6 separate regions of the Mus musculus genome follow, and all the other regions are linked to region 4. Evidence: chromatin contacts called from public ChIA-PET, Micro-C and promoter capture Hi-C data. All regions are on one chromosome and are shown on one strand. The core of a region is the stretch at or near the end of the contact, and the rest is flanking DNA. Distances in the headings are between cores, read along the strand shown.

Region 1 (3,794 bases), core at 277-2,776, 210 kb before region 4:
TGTGGAATGGGAGGAGCTTGGAGGTGCATAGGATCAATATATATTATACACATGTATTAAACTGTCAAAGAATAACTGAACGATATTTTTAAAAAATAAGTAAAATCGAGTCTGGTATGGTAGTTCATACCTGTAGTCCTGAGACTTGGCAGGCTGGGGTGAGAACGTTAAGAGTTTGAGAATAGATTGGGAGACATATTTAGAGAGCTCCAGGATACTAAACCTAGAGTAAGTACCCATCTCAAAAAAACTCTTAATGAATTATCACTATTCTTCTCGGCTATAGTAAGATACCTTGCCACTTAGTCTGTTTTGTGCTGTTACAACAGAATAAGAGAGATTGGGTAGCTCATAGAGAACAGAGATTTATTTCCTTGGAGGTCCAGGTCCAAGGTCAAACATGCAGCATCCAGCAACTCCTGGGCCACTGTGCTGAACTGTCCTAGTGGAGGGTGGGAGAACGAAGAAAGAAGAGACTGCACTTGCTTTTATTAAAAGGGGGAAAAACCACTCTGGAGATATGGATGCAAATCCATGCACAAGAGCTAAATCTCCATGACCTGCCCACCTTTTTTAAAAAATCACTATGATTATGACTCTGTCTCAAACCCCCTTAAGCATGATACAAAGTCTGAATGAGAACAGAAATCTGTTGGAGCTGAGAATAAAGACACATTACCATTCATAATTTCTTGACTAGTATGGATTTTTCTCATAACAGCTTTACTGAAATATAGTTCAAAGGAATAAATCCATTGTTTTTTTGTTTGTTTGTTTGCTTTTCTGTTTGTTTGTTTCTTTTGTTTTTGCTTTTTCAAGACATGGTTTCTCTGTGTAGCCCTGGCTGTCCTGGAACTTTGTAGATCAGGCTGGCCTAGAACCCACAGAGATCGTTCTGCCTCTGCCTCCTGAGTGCTGGGATAAAAGGCCCGAGCCACCACCGCCCACCCAGAATCATCCCTATAAGGTGATATATATGCTGCTGGTGCTCAGTATCCCAGAGTTGTGCAATGGTTATAACGAGCTAATTTTGATACATTCTTACCGCCTGCAAAGGATTCCCTGCACCCATTAGCAGACGCTCCTCTTCTTTCCTAACCCTTTTGACCTGACTTTTTTTTTTCTCTCCTGTCTCTAGAGATTTGAGTGTTCTGGACAGTTTTTATAATTGGGATCAGATCTCATATATAACGATGTTTTGGTTAGGAAAAATAAAAAACAATCTCTACACTATGAGACAGACTGTGTGTTAAAACTTTCACTCAATTACGGCAAGTGGGAAGGGCAAAGGTCTAGAGAAGATAAATGACTCTCATCCTGGAGTGGCAGCTCCATCATTTGACAGATTTTCCATGAAGTCACTCCAAACCATCTCTCCCCGGGCTGCAGCTTGTCACTGGTAAAGCCAGGAAGGGCCCTTGTAGCTCTGAAACTACAAACTTAAAATGAAAGTAAACCTGACAATAATGAAAGTGTCCAAGTACTATCTAATCTTCTCTGGTAAATATTTTCCACACTGAAGAGGCACATCAGACAGCTGTGGCTGTGCTCTGCAGCCCGCGTGGGTTGGCCAGCCACCGCTACCGGAGCACAGTTAAGGTCACCTTCTGACAGAACCTGGTGGTGAGCCCATCCTCGGCCGACTCAGCAAATTCTGTCCAAGGAAGTTTCTCTCGTGTACAAAAAGCGAACGGCATATCTGTGGGGAGAGAGAGAGAGACAGAGACAGAGACAGACAGAGAGACAGAGAGACAGAGAGAGACAGAGAGAGATAGAGGTAGGTAGGTTAGGAACGAATGAGGTGACCCCTAGAGGGTATCCTCAGGCCAGAGCAAGTCACCACTGGGATCTTTTTTCTTTGGGGACAGGGAAGCTTTTTCAGAAATAAACCTATAAAAGTTTGGAAACTACTGGACAGGAGGGGGATGTCCAAAGACAAAGGCATCATTTTCAGGATCTTTAGCTAGACCTTGCCAGGGACTTAGTTCAGTAGAAATTAATTAAATTAATGAACATGAGTGCATGCATGTGGTACTGAATTCAAAATTAGGTCTTTGGGCAAACTAACCATTCTATCACTGTCTATACCACCAGAGTTCTATGTTTTCAGTGCTGAGGGTTAAGCCCAGAGTCTTACGCATGTTAGACACGTGCTCGACCACTGAGTCATGTCCCTAAACCTAAAGTCACCTCTTTGCATTTGCTTGCTTCCCAACACTGGATACGTATATAGGAACAGTAAAGAATGTGTGTCATCTCCATACATATGGTGCTCACAACAGCACCTTTCTGTACGGGGTGTGGTAGTTTGAATAAGAATGCCCCCATAGACTGTGTTTGAATGCTTGGCCCACAGCAAGTGGCACCAATAAAAAGTATGGCCCTTTCAGAATAGGTATGGCCTTGTTGGAGGAAGACTGTCCCTGTAGGGGTAGGCTTTGAGGTCTCTGAGGCTTAAGCCCAGGTTCACAGTTCACCTCTGCTACCTGAGGATCAAGATGTAGAACTCTCAGCTCTCCAGCACCATGTCTGCCTCCATGTGGCCATGCTTCCCGCCATGATGGTAATGGACTGAACTTCCAAACTGTAAGCCAGCCCCAATGAAATGGTTTCCTTTGGAGTTGCTGCGGTTATGGTGTCTCTTCATAGCAACAGGAATCCTAACTAAAACAATGAGTCAGAAGGATTGAACTAGGAGTGGACCCTGAGACTCTCAGCTATGTATGATGTTGTTATACTACCCTGGGTATCTTAGTTAGGGTTTTGCTGCTGTGAACAGACACCATGACCAAGGCAACTCTTATAAGGACAACATAAGCCAGTGGAGCTGACTTATAGATTCAGAAGTTTAGTACATTATCATCCAGGTAGGAACATGGTGGCATCCAGGCAGGCATGGTGCAGGAGGAGTTGAGAGTTCGACGTCTTCATCTGAAGGCTGCTAGCAGAAGACTGGCTTCCAGGCAGCTAGGATGAGGGTCTTAAAGCCCACACCCATGGTGATACACCCACTCCAACAAGGCCACACCTCCTAATCGTGCCACTCTCTGGGCCAAACACATACAAACCACCACACTGGGCAAATGTGAAATACTGTAGTAAAGCAGTTATCTTTATAACTACCACGATGTTAACCAAATGGATACCTCATCATGATTAAGCATGTCTGCATGTCTTCCTTGTCCTGGAAGCAGCTCACTGATAGGGCCCCTCTCTAGAATACTCAGGGCTTAGCTAGATTCCGTCTCAGTACTGCAGAGATAACAATGTTCTTCATTACCAGTCATACTGAGTAGCTTGCTGCATATTTCCTGGGAACCCTAGATTTGTCCTCTCTTTGCTGCTCATACTCCCTGCGTATCACCCCGGTTGTTTTCTCCTGGGCTCACTGGTTTATTGTTACTGTTCTTTGTTTGGTTTTTGAGGTATGCATATGATGACTGACCCATTCAGCAGTCTTTAGCTCCCTGTCTTATACGAACCCACCTCCTTTCGTTTTGAACTGTCTAGCTGAACGGATGTTTCTAGATGTTTTTGCTAGTGCTTGTCTGGTTCCAAACTGATCAATTTTCAAGAAACACATCACCTCATGACACGGTCTGGTGGTATCTACCTAGCATCGGCACGGTGTTTGGGGCCTATTTAGGAATCATGGCAACAGCCGACGTGAGAATGGGCAGCTCAATTCTCACACCTTGCAAAGCCATTGGGATCCTCCTCCCTGCTCATCAAAGAAAGAGAAGTTTACGTTTGTCCTGGTCTCAGTAAGCCTGGTCCTAAGGGTTAACATGATA
Region 2 (3,668 bases), core at 828-3,327, 190 kb before region 4:
TAAGTGGGAGGGGTTTTTAAGTATTTTAAAGACAGAATAATTTCCTATCTTCAGGTGGAAATTCTATTCACAGCCAAAACTCACCCAGTTGTAAGAACTAAGCATGCATGAAGGTTCACACCTTAAGAGATAGAACGTGAAAATTTCATCAGGGAACAGAACCTAAGAGAAGAATGGGAAATGGGCAAAGGAACTTGTTCAGGTATTGGAAGCCAAAGCCCAGGGTTAGGACCTGGCAGTTCCAGGTTAGCATAGGTTAGTCCCAGGTTAGCACAGGTTAGCCCCAGTTAGCATTGTGCCCTCCATTACAATTCTGCCCTGCTTTGTGATTCTCCAAATGCTGATATAAACCCTCTTACTCGGTAATCTCTGACCTGGCCTCAGTCCTACCTCGAATGTGTACCAGTCATTTCTATGGGAAATATTTCTTTCTTCATAATAACCCTTGATTTTACCTCAGACACCAACAAAATCTTTCAGGATAACGTGCTCACTTTACCCTTAAAACAGAATAATTAGCATTCCTAGAATTTGGGCTAAGATGCTCCTTGCTTTGTTTTTTTGTTTTTGTTTTGATCTTCTTTGGAAGCCTCGATTCTAACACTACTCATCTAACTAATGTATTGCTGCTGTTGTTTGGGGGGTTTTGCATGGGGTTGTGGAAACCCAGGCCTCCGGCATGCCCAGCAGGCCAGTGAGCTACATCCCCCATCCTCATGGCTGGCTGATCTTGTAAGTACGGTGGAAAGTGAGAGCATTTTAGGGTCATCTAGCCTCTCACAGATTATGGAGACAGTTTCGTGTGTGTGTGTGTGTGTGTGTGTGTGTGTGTGTGTGCGTGTGCGTGGGGGGTGGGGGAGCTAACAAAATGCCAATGAAGTTCTTCTACCACCCACTTGCTGCGGTAGATTTAGTGGATCGGGCCTCCCTGTAGGAACCCTAAGGTTGCCAGGAACCAGTGATTTCATCAATTATCTTTGGCTGATCAAGGTTCTAATGCAGGGTCACCGGCATGCAGTCCAGAGAGCAAACAAGCTACATTGGACAAGGCCTGAGCAGGCCAATATAAGCAAGAGTTGGACAGAGGTTTAGCAAGGTCAGAGTTCACATTCTGTTCTAACAGCCTAGAAAACCCATTATAGCGTTTGTGCAAAGGACAAGGAAACAGTCCATTTGAAGACAACTTTCTGATTGCTCCAGAAAAATAGATTGAAACTGAAGACCAAGAGGGAGGGGTATTTTTTTCCTCCAGCTCTGTTATACCTGTTATACCAGATGCCCAACTCTAATAAAAACAAAAGGAATAAAAAAAAATCTGGTGAGCTTGCCCAGAGTGGGAAAACTTGAGTTATCAATTCTCTTGTCTGGAAAGTTAGTTTGGTCCAGTATTCCTCTATCTCCAAGCTGCTAGGAAGGATGGTTCACGAGACCCTCACTGCAGGTATTGGACAGCCCCCCCCCCCCCACCAGGTAGCTGCGGTCTGAGGCAAAGCTAGTAGCTTAGGGAGGGGAGGAAAGTTGGAGTGGCCCTGGAGATAGCTTTAAGAGACACATTCATTTTCGGTCCTATTTTGTTCCACACAAGGTGGGCGATGGCGGGGGCGGGGCTGGGGAAGCAAGGAGTCTGGGGCAATGAAAGTATGGTTTGTAAGAGTCACCTCCCTAAAGATTCTCATCTCTCACGACATGTGGCCTTTGCAAGTGAACTACAGGGTTCCTCATCACTGCCCCCACTGAGCCAGTCGCATCCGAGAAACCCTCCCCTTGCTCCTCCAGCCCACAGATGGGTGACTCCAAAAGCCCCAAACTCAGCATCTGGGTTTCTGACCTAGTCTGCTTGCCGTAGAGAATTCGCTTCACCTGGGCCAAATCGTCAGGCGGCAGATGTTTTTCCAGGCACTGCTCCAGGGACTGCCACTCCGGTCCCGCCATGGCCAGAAGCTGGTTGCAGGGACTGATGTCCCACACGAATGGCCTGCCCTCGGCCTGGAGTATGGGGAGAAGGAGGCAGCAGCCTGGCAGGTCTCCAGAGGCACGGGATTTGGTGCTCTGTGAGGAGGGTTCACATGCTGGCAACACCCTCCTCACGCCTCTATGGAGGGCAGCCAATACATGCTCAGGACATTCCTGGCAGACCTTTTCTATTGGCGCTCTCTCTGGTGACCAGGTTGGATCAGTGCAGGTCGCCCCTGGAGGCTTTCCCTAACACAGGCGCCTCCTTCTTCCTCCTTCTTCCTTAGATCTTTGATGGGCTGAAGTAACTTTACCTAGGTTTGGGTCAGCAGAACAGGGCAGCCAGCCACGCCGGCCCACTACTACACGGGGCTGCTGATGGGCACAAGAAGCAATACTTTGGCATCTGAGTATTTCAGGGGCCAGTCCAGAGTCCTGGCACTATGATAATACCAGGCCTTTGGTTTCCTTTGAGCCACAAATCACATGAGTCAGAAGCAAGTTTGGTTTCCCTGGAATCAGTACTGCAGAATATGGGATCCCGAGCAGGTTACTCTCTGTACTCTGATGCCGCTTTGGGATCTCTGCCGTTTGTGGTATGCATGCCCACATGTGCGCTTTGCCAGCTGCAGAGTGGAGAAAGACCCTCTTGCTGTTCCCTGTAACTTACAGAGGCCATATACTTGGGAGCTGGGGTGGCAGGGAAGCACTCCCAGACCCTGATTTACTCCTGTGACCTGGGGAGCTATCCTGCTACTCGGGTCATCTGCTGCTTTATCTGTGGAATTGGAATGCGGTGACCACTTGCCGCAGTTTAGTTCAGTGGTAGAGCATCGCCACCTTGCTAGAAGGTGTGGCTGAAGATATTTATATCACCGCTTTGATGTTCTCTGACAGCTTCTAGTGTCTTCCTTTTCTAGAAGCTGAGAGATTTGTGTGGGAGACTTCACAAAGCATAACAAAAAGACAGTAGAGACAAAGACATAGAGACAGTTGGCACTCTGAGTGTAGATCCCGCCGCTGCATATTCAACCAAACTTGATTAAAAAGTTTCCTCCAAGTTGTGCCCGTTTTGTAAGGATTTTCTCCTTCCCCACATTAGTCCCTAAATAATACAATGTGTCAGTTGCTTATATAGCACTTACACTGGATTAAGCTTACCTTTAGTTGGGGTTACTATTGCTGTGGTAAAGCACCATGACCAAAAGCAACCCAGAGAGGAAAGGGTTTATTTTGCCCCCGGTTCTATATAACAGTTCTTCATCAAAAGCCATGAGGGCAGGAACCTGCAGACAGAAGCTGATGCAGAGGCCATGGAGGAGTGCTGCTTACTGGCTTGCTCCCTATGGCTTGCTCAGTCTCTTACAGAACCCATGACTACCAGCCCAGCGGTGGCCCCACCTACAGTGGGCTTGGCCCTCCCCCATCAACCTTTAATTAAGAAAATGTCCGTCCCATAGACTTCCCTATAGCCCCTTCTTACGGAGGCATTTTCTTAACTGAGGTTTCCTCCTCACAGATGACCTTAGCTTGTGCCACATTTGACATAGTTAGGTATTATTATCTAGAGACTGTTTAAAGTAGATGGTATAGCTTATCTGCAAATACAACACTATGTTAAAGAAGGGACTCTTGCTTCCAGGATTTGGGATTGCTAGGGGTCCTAGAACCAACCTTTTGTTTTTGTTTTTGTTTTTTTGGGACAGCATTTCTCT
Region 3 (3,915 bases), core at 923-3,422, 240 kb before region 4:
CTTAGGCCAACTTGATCTTTGTAAAAGCATAGAAATACCAGAGCTGCACTGGCCTTTTGCCAAGTCCCTGCAGGAGGTCACACAGCCAAGCAGCTCTCTGAATTCCTCTCTATTCTTAGCCTGAACTCTCAATGACTCTGATCTCCAGCCTTTCCCTCCTCTTCCCTTTGCTTGGCTTGTTGTGTGTGTGATTTGTGTTTTAATAAGTGGAGCTACGTGTAGGAAACAGGCTTCAGCCAGTCCCGCTGCAGACACCCCCAAAAGAATAACCTTGAGACAAGAAGGCCTGAGAAAATAATTGGCTTCCTTTCCTCTCAAGTGACCTAGAGTGTCCAAGAGCTGCTCTCTCTGTCGCCGGTCACAATTGCCAATGGGGCTTAGGCTGCCCATGAAGAAGGCGAAATCACCAGGAACAAGTTTCAAGGGGGACTGGCTGCTCGTGATTGCCACTGAAGTCTCATTTTGATAAAGACAGAAGCCAATTCTTCCCAGACCGAACATCTGCTTCAATTCTGCTCCTCGAGTCTTCTTCCAAACACGAACAAACAGCTTGTTTTTGGCACAGTTCTTACTTCTCAAAACCGACTTTTTTATCTGTTTGTCCAAACACCTGCTCTGTCTAAACAAAAGGCCAAAAGGAACTTAAGTGGTTCCGGGCTTCCAGTTTCTCAAAAGGACAAAACCAAGAGAGGTTGCAAGACGTGACAGTGGTGTATAAAATGACCCATGAGAACATCTCTCTCACATTCAGGTCAGGCAAAGGTTGCTCTAGGCAAGAAGTCAGAGGAAGAATTGGAGTCGGGTCTTGTGTTTCCGATGTCCATTGCTGTGGCACACATTATGCTACATTGGATATTACTGTCTGTTACTGCATAACAGATTACTTTAATATTTGTGCCTTCAGACAACAAACGTATTATCCGACCATTTCTGTGGTCGAGGGTCTAGGTTCAAGAACTGGGTGCCTCAGGTTATAATTGAGCTCTCATCCTAAAGGCTGGATGGGGTTGAAGGGACTCCACTGTCAAGTTCACTGACATGGTCCTTTGTAGGGTTTGGATCCCGGGATGCAGGCTTCTCTATAAGACAGCTCTAACACTTTCTTACAGCGAAACAGTTGAATGAGCAGGATAGAAGCCCTGGTCCTTTGGCTACCGCATCTCAGGAACACCACCTACCATGATTGCTCTCCAGACAGTCCTCAACGTACAGGTTTTAGAACGCTTACCTTTCAGGTGGTATGAAGAGCGCACATGCAACCACTGTGGGACCTGTGGCACTGCTTTGAATCAAACGTGTTTTGTGTTGGATTATTCCCATCCGTAGGCTAATACAATTGTCCTGAGCTATTACATTCAGTAGGACAGACGTTTGCAATGCATTTCGGCTTCCTGCTATTCCCAGCTTTCGATGAAGGAATTTATTGTTGTAAACCAAGAAACTCCCTGTGCTTTATATTCAAAGAAAGTTACTAGTTTTAATTCTCATATGGGAATGTGAATACCAAGAGACAGTGACCATTGCACCGTCTGTCTTAGAAGATTGTATCATATCCTGCCATATGGATTGGATTTAAATATACACATGGGTGTCAGAAAGATTTCAAGGACGTGTTCTTTTGTAATTTAGTCAGAGGTTAACAAGAAACTATAGCAATTGACTGGCCAACCTTGGACTAGGTGTTCAATACCAAGCCAGAGAATTAAATTTTATCCTTGAGCTATGTCTTAACAGTTACAGAGCATGTGGGGGAAGGGCATTTGACTGAATACAGATGTGAAATTAATGACCCTCCCCCTTTTAAATAAATAACAGTTTTTCAAGCACCCAGCATAAAATGAAGCTGGAAATTGAGACTTAGTCATACACCTGTGTATCCCAACTGATGGAATCTCCTTATGCACTCTGGGAGTCTGCTGAGCCTCAGGGACTTGGGATACATAGACAAGAAGGCAAATGTGGCATTTGAGAGCAGACAGCTCATTTCCCATGCCCCTAAAAGTTCAGGAGCTTATTGTATACTTAGACTGGATTCCATTGTAACAACTGATCCTGGCCAGTGGGCAGTATTTCCCTCTCCCTCTCTTGGCATGGATGCCTCCTAGAACTGTATCTGTATAGCTACACACCCTGAGTATGTAAGAGCACATGTTCTGGCTGAGGTAGGTGTGTGTGTGTGTGTGTGTGTGTGTGTGTGTGTGTGTGTATGAACTCATAGTGAGAGAATGTTAGTTGTGTAATGAAATCATAATGTGACATCACAGAAGGAGTGGTTTAGACAACAAACATTTATTCCTCAGAGTTCTAGTCGCTCCTAGTTCAAGATGGGGGTGTGGGCAGGTTTGGCTTCTCTTGAGGTTTCTTTTATGGGTGTGCCATGGCTGCCTTCTGTGTCCTTACATGGCCTCTTCTCTGTTCACGAATGTCCCCTGTGTCTCTAACACATGTTGTTGTTAGATCAGGGCTCTGTCTGGCTGTGCATCTGCCTCGCCACTGGAATGCCGCTCAGGGAAGACAGAAAGCAGACCTAGGGGACTGACTTTGGGCTCTGCGCATGCCAGACAAGCACTGTGCCTCTGAACTACTTACCTAGATCTTGATTTGCAGCAGAGTCTCACTGGTTCTGGCTAGTCTTGAGCTTGCTATGCAATCTAGGATAGCCTTGGATTCCTGCCCTAGTTTGCTCCCCTGTTGGTTGAATAAATAGGATGATCTGATCCAAGTTGGGAGAGCAAAGGGTTTATTTGGCTTACACTTCAACATTTCAGTCCTTCATTATGGGATGTCAAGGCAGGAAGTCTGAATAGGAACCCAAGATAGGAGCCTGGAGGCAGGGACTGAAGCGGGAATTCATGGAGGAATGGTTTACTGGGCTTGCCTCCCATAGTGTTCAGCTTGCTTTCTTTAAAAGAAAACATTTTAAATTAAAATAGAATTATAACACTTCTCCCTTTCATTTCCTCTCTCCAGCCCCTCCTAGGTCCCTTCCCTCAAACCTCTCCCATGGGCTCACATTCTCAACTTGATAGCTTCTTTTTGATAATCTGTCTGTCTGTCTCTCTCTCTTACACACACACACACACACACACACACACACACACACACGCACGCACACATACCTTGCTGAGTCTGTTTCTGTTGTTTGTGAGTGATGGTTTCAAGGCTGACCACCCTGCATTGGAGAATCAAATGGTTCTCACCTCTTAGGAGAGGCTGATACTCCTTCCCAGTGTTGCCTGTGCCCTGGGCTGCTCTCTGCCTGACCCTACCTGCCCTTGGGAGTTGGTGTTGAGGTAGTGCAGAGTCAACGGAGACTCTGGGAGCACGTGAGAAACGCTGCAGCAAGCTTTCTAAACACTGCTGCAAGCTCCTTTAATACCCTCGTTGGTCCCAAGGAAGCACCTTTTCTAAACAGCAGATCTTGATTGGTTGGCATTGTCTGTACCAGCAATCCTTGGTCTCTCAGGTAGTCTTCAATTAGGTTCTCCTGCAGGAGATACGTTTGGGGCTGTGTGGCCCCTAGAGGCTGTCCCACTATTCCTGCTACAGCCCAGTAGTCAACAGCTGCCTGTAGTTCTTTGTGTAGGAGTGAGAGACTGTGAAATGACCCCCCCCCCCATTCATGTGAATATGCCCATTGCTATTGTGATTGTTCCAGTCTTATTTATGTAGCTGTTTTAGGAGAGACTGTCTCACAGCAGACTTCCTGGCAGTCTCAATCTCCTAATCTCCGCCCCCCCCCCCCAAGCTATAGATGCAGGAGCTATGTAGCTATGTGTCTGTTGTTGCTTGGCTCCCCACAATCTGTTGATCTCTGCACTGTATCCAGCTGTGAATTTCTGTGATGGTCTCGTAATTATGCTCATCTAGAGAGATAACGTTCCCATGGATCTGTAGAGTAGATCCTTGACGTGG
Region 4 (3,443 bases), core at 397-2,896:
AACATACTTTTTTCTCCATATCCCCTTCTATATTGGTTGGATATTTTGAGACATTACTTCAATTTTTATCAAGCTGGGGAGTAGATATAGCTTAGCTATAAAACACTTATCTAGCCATATTCCATGCCCTTAATACCAAAGATGGGAGAGTGAAGTTATCCATATACGACTCAACCCTCAAGTACACTTCCATCGTCAATTGCTTATATTATCCCAGTACAAGGAAAGGACAAGAGAAAAAAAAAAAAAAGAGTCTGTACAGAATTCAGCACAGGCGTATTGCTTTTCAAACTCTTTCCATTCCTGACATATTGAAAGAGGACCAACCGAACGGTGCCTTTAATGCCTATGCAACAACGCTGGTGCCTCATTCCAAACCTTTAGATAGAACTGTTGTTGCCTGTAGTCCACAGCTGATTTCACCTCAAGATTTAGCTTCCTGAATGACAAGAAGCCTTCCTGGGCTCCGCGATTTGTTTTTTGTTTTGTTTTTGTTTGTAGTTTGAGACAAGGCCTTACTCTGCAGCCCAGTTGGAGCTCATCCAGCCTTGGCCTCGGGATTACAGGTGTAGGCCAAACTTTACGATTCTCTGTCATGACAGTCAAAGGGTGCCCCCTCACCCCGCCGCACTTTAGGACTGATCTTCAAGAGAGTGAAAACAAAAACAAAAACAAAACAAAAAACAAACAACAAAAAAACCCAAAACAAAACAAAACAAAAAATCAAGGATGCCTGCATTTGAATGATCACAGAAATTTTTGTTTGGTTTTAGGCGGCTAAGCCCACCAGAAACCGATTTCTTTTCTAGTGTTCTCTGGGGTATCGCCACCATCTATCTATCTCTCTCTCTCTCTATCTCTCTCTCTCTCTCTCTCACACACACACACACACACACACACACACACACACACACACAAGCCTCTAATGAAAATGCACACACACACACACACGCCTCTAATGAAAATGCAGCATTTCTTCAACAACACACAGAAACATCCACATCCAATCTGACATAATTAGCCAAGTCTCAAGAATAAAGAACACTGCCAGCTTCCAACAGCCAGGTCCTAACACTGCAGGGCGCAGCCTTCGGGGGACCTCCGCTCCTGCTCCCCACCCTCAATGCACCAGATGGGGAGGCAACCTGTCCCAGCCCAGGGCAAGGAACTAGGATGAATGCCCGGTCTCTCCCGACACCACAGGGAACACAAGCACCAGGGTCGCACCCAGCCTCTCCGCAGGGATGAGACCCCCAGCCAGCTGGGTACCACGCCAGCCTGGGTTCCCGGGGGATCTGCGGGGCAAGCTGTGAGGTCCGCCCGGGCAGGAGACGGCGCAGGCGCGGGATGGCTGGGGATGGGGGGGGTGACGAGGGGGGACAGCGCAGGCGCGGGGCCGCCAGGGTCTGCGGGGCCGCCCGGGCCTGGCCGCGCGGGCGGCGCTGAGGAGACGAACGTGCCCGCGGCACAAGCGGAGAAGACCCTGCCCCGGCTCTTACCGCGCGGCACCGCCTCGCTCACTCGCTGGCTCCGGGCTGGGGCCGGGCGGCGAGCTCGCCCGGTGGCGCGGCCCGGTCCGTTGAGTCCGGCCTCAGGGCAACAGCCAACCCCACGGCGCCGCTCCCTCGGCCCGCCCTGTCTCCCTTGCGGCTCCCGCCCTCCGCCCGCCCCTTATCCACCGGTGCCGCCCCCTTCTACTCCCCGCGCATGTGCCGTGATCGGCGCCTCCCTGGGCTGCTACTGCGCAGGCGCCAGCTGTCACACCTCCTCTTCGCGCTGAGTTCTGGACCGCGCACGCGCTGTGCTAGTCGGCGGTGCAACTAGATAACTGCAGTCTTTTGTGCTGGAAGTGCTCCTAGTCTCTCGTTTTTCCTCCAAGGCAAATAGGTCCGCTCTGGTTGAAATGTATGTTTACAGTGTGCTGAACCCGACAGTTGAGAAAAATGCACATGCCAGGCACCCATTATGTTCCCAGCACATGAGCAACACCGGTCCCTACTCCACCCATTAAAGGGAACAAGATCACTAGCATTATAAAGTTAAAGAGTTCTATAAGCTTATGTAATTCCTGTGTAGTTTTTATTTTACTTTTTAAATTTGTAAATGGCTCTATTACTATAATAAAAGCACCATGACCAAAAGCAACCTGGGGAGGAAAGGGTTTATTTGGCTTACAACTCCCAGGTCACACACCATCACTGAGAGAAGTCAGGGCAGGAACTCAAAGGAACCTGAAGGCAGGAACTGAAGCAGAGAAGCTTTGGAGAAACACAGATTGTTGGTTTGCTCCTCATGCCTTGCTCAGCCTGCTTTCTTATATCATCCAGGATCCCCTAGGGGGTCACACCACATCCTGGTGAGCCTGGCCTCTCCCACATCAATCATTAACCAAGAAAATGCCCTATAGATTTGTATATAGGCAATCTAACAAAGACATTTTCTCAACTGAAGTTCCTCTTCCCAGATAATGGTAACTTAGATCAAACTGACAAGACCTAGCCGGAACATTATTCTTTGATGTTTTCTTTTTAAGAATTTAATCTCTGATTCACTGGGCATAGTGGAACATGCTTTTAATATCAGCACTCAGGAGGCAAAGATGGATCATCTCTGTGAGTACCAGGCCAACGTGGTCTATATAGCCAATTCCAGGCCAGCCATTGCCACATGGTGAGACCCTGTCTCAAATAAATTAGCAAATAGATAAATAAATAAATAAATAAATAAATTTAAAGATTTTGTATATGGATATTTATGTATATGAGTACACCGTTGTTGTCTTCAGACACACCAGAAGAGGATGTCAGATCTCATTATACATGGTTGTGAACCACCATGTGTACACAGGTTGCTGGGAGCTGAACTCAGGAGCTCTGGAAGAAGCCAGTGCTCCTAACCATCTCTCCAGCCCCCCCCTAAATAAATAAATAAATATCTCTGAATGCATTTCTAAGAAAATTTACATGCCTCAAAATTCAAAAATCACCATTTCAACATATTCAGTACCCTACAATTCCTCACATAGTTTCCACTCCTCAATATCAATATCCCTTGACATCATTTATGAACAGAAGCAAATATTTAAATTACGATATGCACTATTTTACTACCTCAATACACAGATGGCATCACACTGTACCTCTTGATCTTTAATTCTTCCTTCTTAACCAGCAGAGCCACAATACATTAGTACATTGAGCCAAAAAAAAAAAAACAAAAACAAAACCTGGCTTTGAACCTTGGATGCATTACATAATAGTCCCTTTGCTTTCTGGTTTACCCACTACAAAACATATGCTGTTATAAATTTTTATGGAGGTCAAATAGGATTAGCACTTAAACAGGCCTTACCACGTTATCCAGAACCCTGGACTTCCATTGCGTAGCAAATATAAATAAGTGGGTATTAATTCTCCATCTGTTTAGGTATTTGTAGTTCAAAA
Region 5 (3,670 bases), core at 15-2,514, 180 kb after region 4:
CAATGCTTTGAATACTTGCTCCCCCGATGGTGGAAGCGTCAGACTGTGGGAGGGGCCAAGTCACTGAGGGGAAGTCCTTAGAAATAGCTATCCTCTCTCCTCTCCTCTCCTCTCCTCTCCTCTCCTCTCCATCCCTGGTTCATAGTTCATATTTTCCCACTGCCATAGTCTGCCAAGCACCGGTGGGTCAGACCTCCTGAAATTCCAAGCCAAACTAAAAGCTTTTCTCACGTAAGTTGCTTCTCCCAGGCATTCTCTCACGTCGAGGAAAGAGTAACTAATACATTTGGTAATGTGTGAATTGCAGAAAAAATGCTTTTAAATTGTAACTCTTAACTCAAGCCCATAAGTCATTCATTTTGCATTTATCAAACGCTTCTTGGCATATGCTTGGTACAGAGAGGCAGTAAATGAAACAGACACAGGCAAGGTCTTGCTATGTTAAGGGGGTTAGGCGGCTCTTACTGAGTTGTGTCTATGGGGGATGTCAGACAGATGTCTTGTTACATTCTGTGTGTGTTTGAGTTTGTGCAAGGTCTTAGGGTGTGTGTGTGTGCGCGTGCACGCATGTGCGCACATGCAGGTTTATGTAAAGTCTCCATATGGCGTATGTGTATATGTTAGGGAAGTTAGTCAGGGCTTGCTATATCATGTGTAGTACACTAGGCAGGGTTTTGGTATGTTGTATGTATATGGGAGGGGGGTTAGGTGGGGCCCTCCTATGTGTATGGAGAGTGTAATGGGGTCTTGCTATATTGTCTGTGTCTACCTCCCATGTAGCCGGTAATAAAGGCATGCACCACCACCCAGACTCGGTGAGGAGACAGTCTTTGGGGAGCCAAAGGAGATGTTAGGCAGGTGGTGTTGGGGGCCTAGAAAACCACTTCAGCCAGTATGTACTGGGTGGATCAGCTTGCAGAAATATGGGCCCTGACCGGGCAGTTCTGGGGTCAGGTCTACGTGACTCGGAGAGAGCAACTGAATTTCCTTGAGATTCTTAGCCTTGAACTGTATAAAGTTACTCCTTCACCCGGATGGCCCAAAGCATGCAAAGGTCACAGGAAATCTGTACCACTAAGGAGACTTGTCTTTGTTCTTCATAGTAACATTGTAAAATTATGTTGTTTTTCCCTTCTTCACTGGGCTTAGCCTTAGTCTTTTTGCGCCTGCGCCTTGGCTCCCCAGAGTATTGACCGAGAAGCTGCAGACGCTGGCAGTCTCCTAGCAACCAGGTCGCCTGGTAATGGGCCAAGCGCTCTGGCTGGCAGACACCAGGAGACTTCACGCACTGAGGCAAGTGAGGCAGCTGTGAGGTGGGTGCCTGGCACAGGGCATAGGGGGCTTCCTGACCCACCCAGTTCCATTCACACGGGGCTGGTGCCCTCACAGCCTGGGTCTCGCCTTTCCTGCTGGTAGCAGGATTCCTGTAGTGTGTGCCATTTATAGGAGGGCAGCCCATGTCCCAGAGACTAAGATCCCCTGGAGTGAACCCCATTTTAGAGATGGCTGTTACCTTCCCAGTCTGGGGCTTTTCCTCCTTGTCTTGGCTGGTGGCCTGCCTTGGTTTTTTGTTTTGTTTTCTTTTTTTTTTTTTTTTGTTGGTTTTTTTTTTTTTGTTGTTGTTGTTGTTGTTGTTGTTGTTTTTTAACTTCAGAGTTTGAGTCCTGCCAGGTTCTGCAATAGTGATCAGGATAATAACCACAATCAATATATTCTAAGTTCTGTCCAGCCAGGCTCATGGGTATCAGTTATATGGCTGTGCTGGAAGGGCAGAAAGGAAATACCTAACTCTTCAGCTGCAGAGATGATGCATATAGAAGAGGGAGTGACTTGTCAAGGATAGCCCGTGGACCTGGACTATATCCCAGTCTTAACCCTGAAGCCACATTGCCTATGGTTGTTCAAAGAGTGTATGTGTGGGGGACAAGAAATCCTTCTTTAACCCTTCTTGCAAAAGTGTTCTAAGCATGTCCCCAACAGGAAGGAACAGGGCATCTATTTGATAGTTTCTAGCTTTACCAACTCCCTAGCCAAAAATCTATTTCCTTACATGGACAGCTCTTTTTAAGCAGTTTAGTATCTATCTAACTGGCAGTCACAAATTATTGCTGTCACCAGCTAAGCAGGAGCATCAAAGGAGAACACATGTTGGTTTTTACTTGGCTGGCCTATCCCCCCCCCCCCCGCAACCCCCCCTCGTCTTTGGTACTGTGACTAAGGAACCAATCTACCAAGTATCCCAAGCATTTTCTTCTGTCATTGGGCCACACCCGTGCCGTGACCTTGAGAAATCTGGTCAGCCCCTGTTTGCTCATCAGTAAATCCAGATGAAAGTATCCACCCTGTTTGTCTTCACAGACAGTTTTGAGGCTGAGATGGATAAGCTTCTACCTGATAATAGTAATAATGACAGTTTTTCTTCTGTGTGTGTTTGTTGTTGTTGTTCTTTTATTAGCAGTTTCTACAGAGGTTCATTTTCAAAGCCCTTTGGCAGGTGTGAAAAGATGGCTCATGCCCGCATCTCCATGTATATGCCTCCTGACATCGACCCCACAAAAGCCGCCATTGCTTATGGCTGCCGGGCCTTGAGCAAGCTTAATGAGGAGCTACAGTCAAGGGATCTCCTGACAAGGCAGAAAGCCCTAGTGGCTCTGTGTGACCTCATGCACGATCCTGAGTATGTCTACGAGGCCATCAACATAGGTGAGAGCATCCCACACCCGGTAACCATGGCTGGGGGCGGGGGGGGAGGGAGGGGCTGATGTAGTTCAGACATCAGATGGCATCAGGAGTAAGAGCTGCTACTTATTAAGCTGGATTTCAGGCCAGCCGTGCCCCCAAGTGCAGCGCTACCCCCAAGAGAAGACACATTTTCAATTTACAGGTCTGAAACTCAGTGTTCAGGAGGGGTGTGAATCTAAGGTTGCTTAATCAATACGTTAAATAGGATGGGCTGGAGAGATGGCTCAGTGCTCAACAGTACCTGCTGTTTTTCCAGAGGACCTGAGTTCAGATCCCAGACCCGACATCAGAGAGCACACACCGTCTGCAACGCCAGCTCCAGAGAACGGAGGCTTCTGTCCTCCATGTGCACTTGCACACACACACCTAGATATAATTTTAAATAATATAAGTAAATCCTTAAAAATTTAAGCTGGATCTTTATATGCTAAATCTGTCATCCCTAGATCTAGCCAATCCAAAGGCACAGTGACTAGTTTGTGAAATGTATCTTTCTTTTTTTTTTCATTATGTGGATGTGTCTGTAGGTTGGTAAGTGCTTGTGAATCCGAGGAGGGCACCTGGTCCCCAGAACTGAAGTCATAGGTAGTTGTGAGTTGCCCGATGTGGGCGCTGAGAATTGACCTCAGCACCCTCTGCATGCATGTGGCAGGTTTCCAATCTGACCTCATGTCTCCCCTGAGATCAAAGAAATGTCAAGGGCAATTTTTTTTTCTTTTAGCCCCAGGGTTGACTGACTACAAGAGGAGGAACTAATAGGAAAATATGACTTTTCCTATTTTATTGGGGATTTATCTCAGTGGTAGAGCACTTGCCTACCAAGCAAAAGGTCCTAGGTTGGTTTGGTCCTCAGCTCTGGAGGTGGGAGGGCGGGGCTGAGGGACACACAAGGCTGGGTATAGTGGCACATGCCTTTATTCCCAATACC
Region 6 (3,838 bases), core at 517-3,016, 240 kb after region 4:
CACAACTACGCTCCAGGGGTCACAGAACCTTCCCTTTTATAGACACGGAGGCTGTGGTCTCCACCGAGACAGCCCCACAAACATGGTCAGACAGCCATGGTGTGCCTCTGTCCATTTCCCTTCCTGTGCTTTTTCTGGCCTTTCACCCACCCCTCCCTCATCCATGTCCTGACTCCTCCCTCCCTCAATATCCCTCCCCTGCTCCTTCCCAACCCAGCCAGCTGCCCAAGTTCCTGGGCCTCTCCATTCATTCTCTTCCCTCTGCCCACATTGCCCATTCTGACCCTGCCCGTGTCCTTCAAGCTCCAGTTCAAACGTTACATTGCCCATAGGCAGGTCTGACCTGAGCCCGGGGTATCTCTCTCCCAGGCCCCTCCCAAGCCCCCCTGCACTGCACCGAAGGAAGGCCTGGTTATCAGAGCACAGCCCTATTTCCCCCTGAGGAAGGTGAATCAGTCCTGGGAGGGCTGGCCCAGTCCACTCCCACCCTTCCACCTTAGCACAAGCCCTAGGGGAGCCAGTACTCAGTAAATGTTTGCTTAATTGAATCTGGCCAAGCAGCTTCCTCTAGACAGGGGCCAGGTTAGCAGACCTAGATGATGATTCTCAGCGCTAAGAAACCACTTGGGCAGAAAAGAGTGTCAAGGCTCAGGGTCCTGCCCCAATCTCCTCCACAGACAAGGCGACATCGTTACCAGGCTGGTCCCTCCACCCTGAGACTCACACTCCAGGGAACCCTGGTCTCACTTGGCATTGCTTTCCCATCCTCCTCTCTGTAACAGGATCCCCAATTCTCGGCCTAGGCAGATTCCTGCCATCCTCCATCCAGATAGGCTCAGCACCTCCCTAAAGGCAGAGCCCCCATAGATTCACCGCAGGATCCGGAGCAGAGGCCCTCACACCCCTCCCCAAACACCCCACCGCCTTTTAAGGGAAAAAATATTGAGCCAGGAACACATTACAATCGCAGCAGGTCGATACTCATCTCTGGCTCCAAATGCCTCCAAGGAACCTGCTCCGTTGCAAGAGCGATGACCGAGAACAGCGAGCTGTTGTACCGGGCCTCAGGGCCCTCTCTTCCCGTTTTTATTTTTTTATTTTTTTACCCAAGGCCAAGCTCCTGACACCTGCGGCTGCCTGTACCCCTGGACCCCCGGAGAGAGACCCCCCGCCTGGCGTCGCTCCTGCAGATCGCCCGCCTGCACTCCGCACCCGCTCAGGGCGTGCAGTGGTCCCACATCATCCTCTGCACCCCCTGCCCAATTTCGTCAGGTGGCAGCCACCCCTTCCAAGGGTTACTGGGCCGCCGCTCCTCCCTCCCAAGGCACCTGTCTGGGCCATAGCCACCCCCTGCCCACCTAGCAGACAACCCCACCCCTAGCGGGCTCTCCCACCCGGAGGGGCATCCCTGCCTCTGCACCCCTAGCCCTATAGATCTCGGGTCCCCAGCACAAAGGCCCCAGGCCCCGACCCGGGTGGGGGTGGGGTGCGCCCCAGCCGCGCCCCCAGCCCCGGGTTCAGCTGTGCGCGCCGGGGCCGCTGGTGCGCTCACTCACTCACCTCCCGGGCGCGGCTTCGTGCGTCGGTCGAGCTGCACCCGGCGGGGCGGGGCCGCGAGCGTAGGGCTGTGGCGCCCTGGTTCTGCACGAAGCGGGTGCCGGCGGCCGCGCGAGGACGTGACCGGTCCGCGGGTGGCACACACGCTCCGCCGCCCTGGCTCCCTCCTCCGCCCTCCCGCGCCGCCTGCAAGCGGGTCCACCCGCCCCGCACCGCGCCGCCGCCGGCAGGGGGCGGAGTCGCGAGCGCAGTCCGTTGCCAGGCCAACCGCGGGCGGGGTCTGCCGCTTGTCTGCCCCGCACCACGCGCTGCCGCCCGACCACTAGCTCCGGCTCGTTTTCCATTGGGCGATAACTGCCGACGGACGTGCGAGTAGTCCAATAACGACAGACAGGGGAGGGGCGCGGCTGTGCGCGCGCCGCCTTACCGCACGCGCTGCTGGCTCCAGCTACTGTGGCACTGCACTGCGCCGAGCCTTCCCGAAGCTACTTCTAGCATCTTGGGAAACCCACCTTCAGAGCAGTGTAGCCCCGGTTCCTTGCACGCTGGCTTTCCTGCCCTACCTCAAATGGGGTTCGAACTCAGCCCTGGCAACCTATTCTCCCACAATGTCTTTTTGCAAGGTGCTGTCGTCCAGGCTTCCTTGGATAATGTCAATAATCCTTTAGGGCGCGAGAAAACCCTGATGGGTTAAGCTGGAGAGATTTCGCAGCATATGGTTCGCCCTCTCTTCTGCTCTCCTTTTTTAGCATGTAGGGGCACTTCTGGGAGTCGACCCCCGCAACAGAGAGAAGCCGAAGGGTCCCAGATCAATGAAGCCCCTGACCTCTTTGGAAACTCCCCAGGAGACATCAGATCTTTGACAAACGAACCTAGCTGTGAGATTCTACTCTCATCAGGAGGAGTCCGTCTGTGGGTCTTGGCTGGTAGTACCTTACTCCTGTACAAGAAAGACTCAGGCCAGGTGCCACCACAATAGTGCCTCTCTGCCTTCTCCATCCTTGTAACTTTAAGCATATGTGCCTTAGAGCCCAGGATGAGATGGGGAGCCATGACGATAATGTTGGTGCTTGCCAGCTAGACGCTCCAGAGGCAGGACAACATCACACCACTTTCCGTGGGATTGTCTCAATTGTGCAGTGGCTGACTGTTGTACTGCATACCCCAGGTAGACAGCCCACCTGTGAAAGGGCTGCCTAAACTTTTAGGGATGGGACCAGGTACTGGTTATGGGTACTACTGAAGCCAGTCAAGACACCTGTCTTGCTACAGTGACCAATAAGGACCGAAGGACTTTTGCTAATGGCTAAAGAGCATTTCTACCAACTCATCCGGCTGTGCAGCCAGTCTGTCACTGGAACCTGGCTGAGAGTCAGTCTCCTAATCTGTCAAAAACTGTACTATCGACTCTTCAGAGGGTTAATGTATGTAGGAAATACACCTTAGCAAGTGATTTAGGCTGGGCAGAGGCAGTTTCTGCAGCAGGTTCAGGGGGCAGAGTTCATCCTTCTGCTGAGGGTAAAACCAATGTAGGAATTACATTTGACAGTTGAATTTGCAATGGAACTTACAATATTCCTGGCGAGGGAGCAGAGGCTAGTCCCTAGACAGTCTACCTGGGCTGGTTGGGGTCTGCTGGACCTGACACTGGCAACTACCACAAAGTGAGAGGCTTTTGTCTCATGTGGTCTTTTACTGGTGGCCTCCACACTTTGCATACTTATAGCATATAGCTCTCACCTTTTTAGAAGGGTGAGGTGGGAGTGGGTGAGTGGGGGTGGGGGAGGGGGTGGGAGTGTTCTTGGAGGGGGGACCCCTACCAGGGGACAACAATTGAAATGTAAATAAATAAAATACTAGTACTAGTACTACTACTACTACTAATAATAATAATAATTATAAAAAAAGAAGACACTGGAAGCTGTAAAGTGGAGGGAGAGCATGTAGAAAGCATGATCATTCGTTCTTGTAGCTATGTCGTTATGGCAATCCAGTGGGGCTTCAGGAGCATATAGAAAGGAGAACAATGAACAGTGGGCTAGCTTTTTGAAGAAAAATGCTTGGGCTGAGCAAGGATATCAGAGAGAGGTGAGTTCCAGGGTGGGCATGAAGGGACGTGAGGTTCAGCGAGAACCTTTAGAAAGGCTAACTTGTGCACACTGGCGCCTATCAAACCTGCAAGACTACTAGCTAATGGCCTTTTAGTAAGATTGAGGAGGTTGGCTTAAGAGCCAGCAGAGAAGTTTAAGATTAGTTTTCTACATCCGAGAAGGCAGTTGAG

What was found. Promoter capture Hi-C pulls out the DNA fragments that hold promoters and counts their contacts. Hi-C and Micro-C count contacts between places; a contact is called where the count stands out from the background. ChIA-PET counts read pairs in DNA pulled down with a chosen protein or histone mark. Capture Hi-C pulls out chosen DNA fragments and counts their contacts.
Region 1: a contact with region 4 is called in an RNA polymerase II ChIA-PET map of effector CD8 T cells, with 66 read pairs. The contact joins the enhancer-like site here to the promoter of Specc1l in region 4. A contact is called at or near these places in 7 of 39 promoter capture datasets (3T3-L1-derived adipocytes, the C10 cell line, the HPC-7 cell line and 5 more), 3 of 15 datasets of contacts at CTCF or cohesin (CD8 T cells, the NIH/3T3 cell line and large pre-B cells), 4 of 484 Hi-C or Micro-C datasets (B cells, Th1 cells, bone marrow-derived macrophages and 1 more), 23 of 115 datasets of contacts at active chromatin or transcription factors (the 230-238 cell line, CD8 T cells, the NIH/3T3 cell line and 14 more) and 3 of 9 other capture datasets (adipose tissue, liver and pancreatic islet).
Region 2: a promoter capture Hi-C map of adipose tissue shows a contact between it and region 4. The contact joins the promoter of Upb1 here to the promoter of Specc1l in region 4. A contact is called at or near these places in 17 of 39 promoter capture datasets (the C10 cell line, the HPC-7 cell line, HPC-7-derived erythroid cells and 10 more), 5 of 115 datasets of contacts at active chromatin or transcription factors (the 230-238 cell line, CD8 T cells, embryonic stem cells and 2 more) and 3 of 9 other capture datasets (adipose tissue, liver and pancreatic islet).
Region 3: a promoter capture Hi-C map of pre-B cells shows a contact between it and region 4, with 7 times the contacts expected there. The contact joins the promoter of 4933407G14Rik here to the promoter of Specc1l in region 4. A contact is called at or near these places in 17 of 39 promoter capture datasets (the 3T3-L1 cell line, 3T3-L1-derived adipocytes, the C10 cell line and 10 more), 3 of 15 datasets of contacts at CTCF or cohesin (CD8 T cells, the NIH/3T3 cell line and large pre-B cells), 4 of 484 Hi-C or Micro-C datasets (B cells, Th1 cells, bone marrow-derived macrophages and 1 more), 23 of 115 datasets of contacts at active chromatin or transcription factors (the 230-238 cell line, CD8 T cells, the NIH/3T3 cell line and 15 more) and 2 of 9 other capture datasets (adipose tissue and liver).
Region 5: a contact with region 4 is called in a promoter capture Hi-C map of liver. The contact joins the promoter of Rsph14 here to the promoter of Specc1l in region 4. A contact is called at or near these places in 7 of 39 promoter capture datasets (the C10 cell line, cranial neural crest, frontonasal cranial neural crest and 4 more), 1 of 484 Hi-C or Micro-C datasets (embryonic stem cells), 4 of 115 datasets of contacts at active chromatin or transcription factors (extraembryonic endoderm stem cells, large pre-B cells, memory CD8 T cells and 1 more) and 3 of 9 other capture datasets (adipose tissue, liver and pancreatic islet).
Region 6: a contact with region 4 is called in a Micro-C map of embryonic stem cells, with 13 times the contacts expected there. The contact joins the promoter of Gnaz here to the promoter of Specc1l in region 4. A contact is called at or near these places in 5 of 39 promoter capture datasets (cranial neural crest, embryonic stem cells, neural stem cells and 2 more), 2 of 484 Hi-C or Micro-C datasets (both in embryonic stem cells) and 2 of 115 datasets of contacts at active chromatin or transcription factors (embryonic stem cells and extraembryonic endoderm stem cells).

The regions. Positions count from the first base shown.
Region 1 is chr10:75,422,398-75,426,191 of GRCm38.p6, reverse strand. It overlaps Upb1 (ureidopropionase, beta), which reads right to left. Exons shown (of 10, transcript NM_133995.4): 4 at 1,605-1,699. Among named protein-coding and RNA genes, the nearest start is that of Upb1, 17 kb to the right of the region's middle. Within about 2 kb of position 1,526, at least 31 of the 459 cell types and tissues checked have an H3K27ac peak or open chromatin away from gene starts, as enhancers often do. A contact at or near this core is called in CD8 T cells, Th1 cells, Th17 cells and 5 more, where this site is marked.
Region 2 is chr10:75,405,320-75,408,987 of GRCm38.p6, reverse strand. It overlaps Upb1 (ureidopropionase, beta), which reads right to left and starts at 2,077. Exons shown (of 10, transcript NM_133995.4): 1 at 1,829-2,077. The coding sequence starts at 1,932.
Region 3 is chr10:75,447,767-75,451,681 of GRCm38.p6, reverse strand. It overlaps 4933407G14Rik (RIKEN cDNA 4933407G14 gene), which reads right to left and starts at 2,172. Exons shown (of 3, transcript NR_045841.1): 1 at 1,229-2,172.
Region 4 is chr10:75,210,276-75,213,718 of GRCm38.p6, reverse strand. Specc1l (sperm antigen with calponin homology and coiled-coil domains 1-like) reads right to left here and starts at 1,646. Exons shown (of 16, transcript NM_153406.3): 1 at 1,500-1,646.
Region 5 is chr10:75,030,147-75,033,816 of GRCm38.p6, reverse strand. Rsph14 (radial spoke head homolog 14 (Chlamydomonas)) reads left to right here and starts at 1,264. Exons shown (of 7, transcript NM_001163535.1): 1 at 1,264-1,313; 2 at 2,459-2,703. The coding sequence starts at 2,505. It overlaps Gm40692 (a long non-coding RNA gene), which reads right to left. Exons shown (of 4, transcript XR_003948909.1): 3 at 2,984-3,108.
Region 6 is chr10:74,965,105-74,968,942 of GRCm38.p6, reverse strand. Gnaz (guanine nucleotide binding protein, alpha z subunit) reads right to left here and starts at 1,766. Exons shown (of 4, transcript NM_010311.4): 1 at 1,561-1,766. The region is part of intron 4 of Rsph14 (radial spoke head homolog 14 (Chlamydomonas)); the gene reads left to right.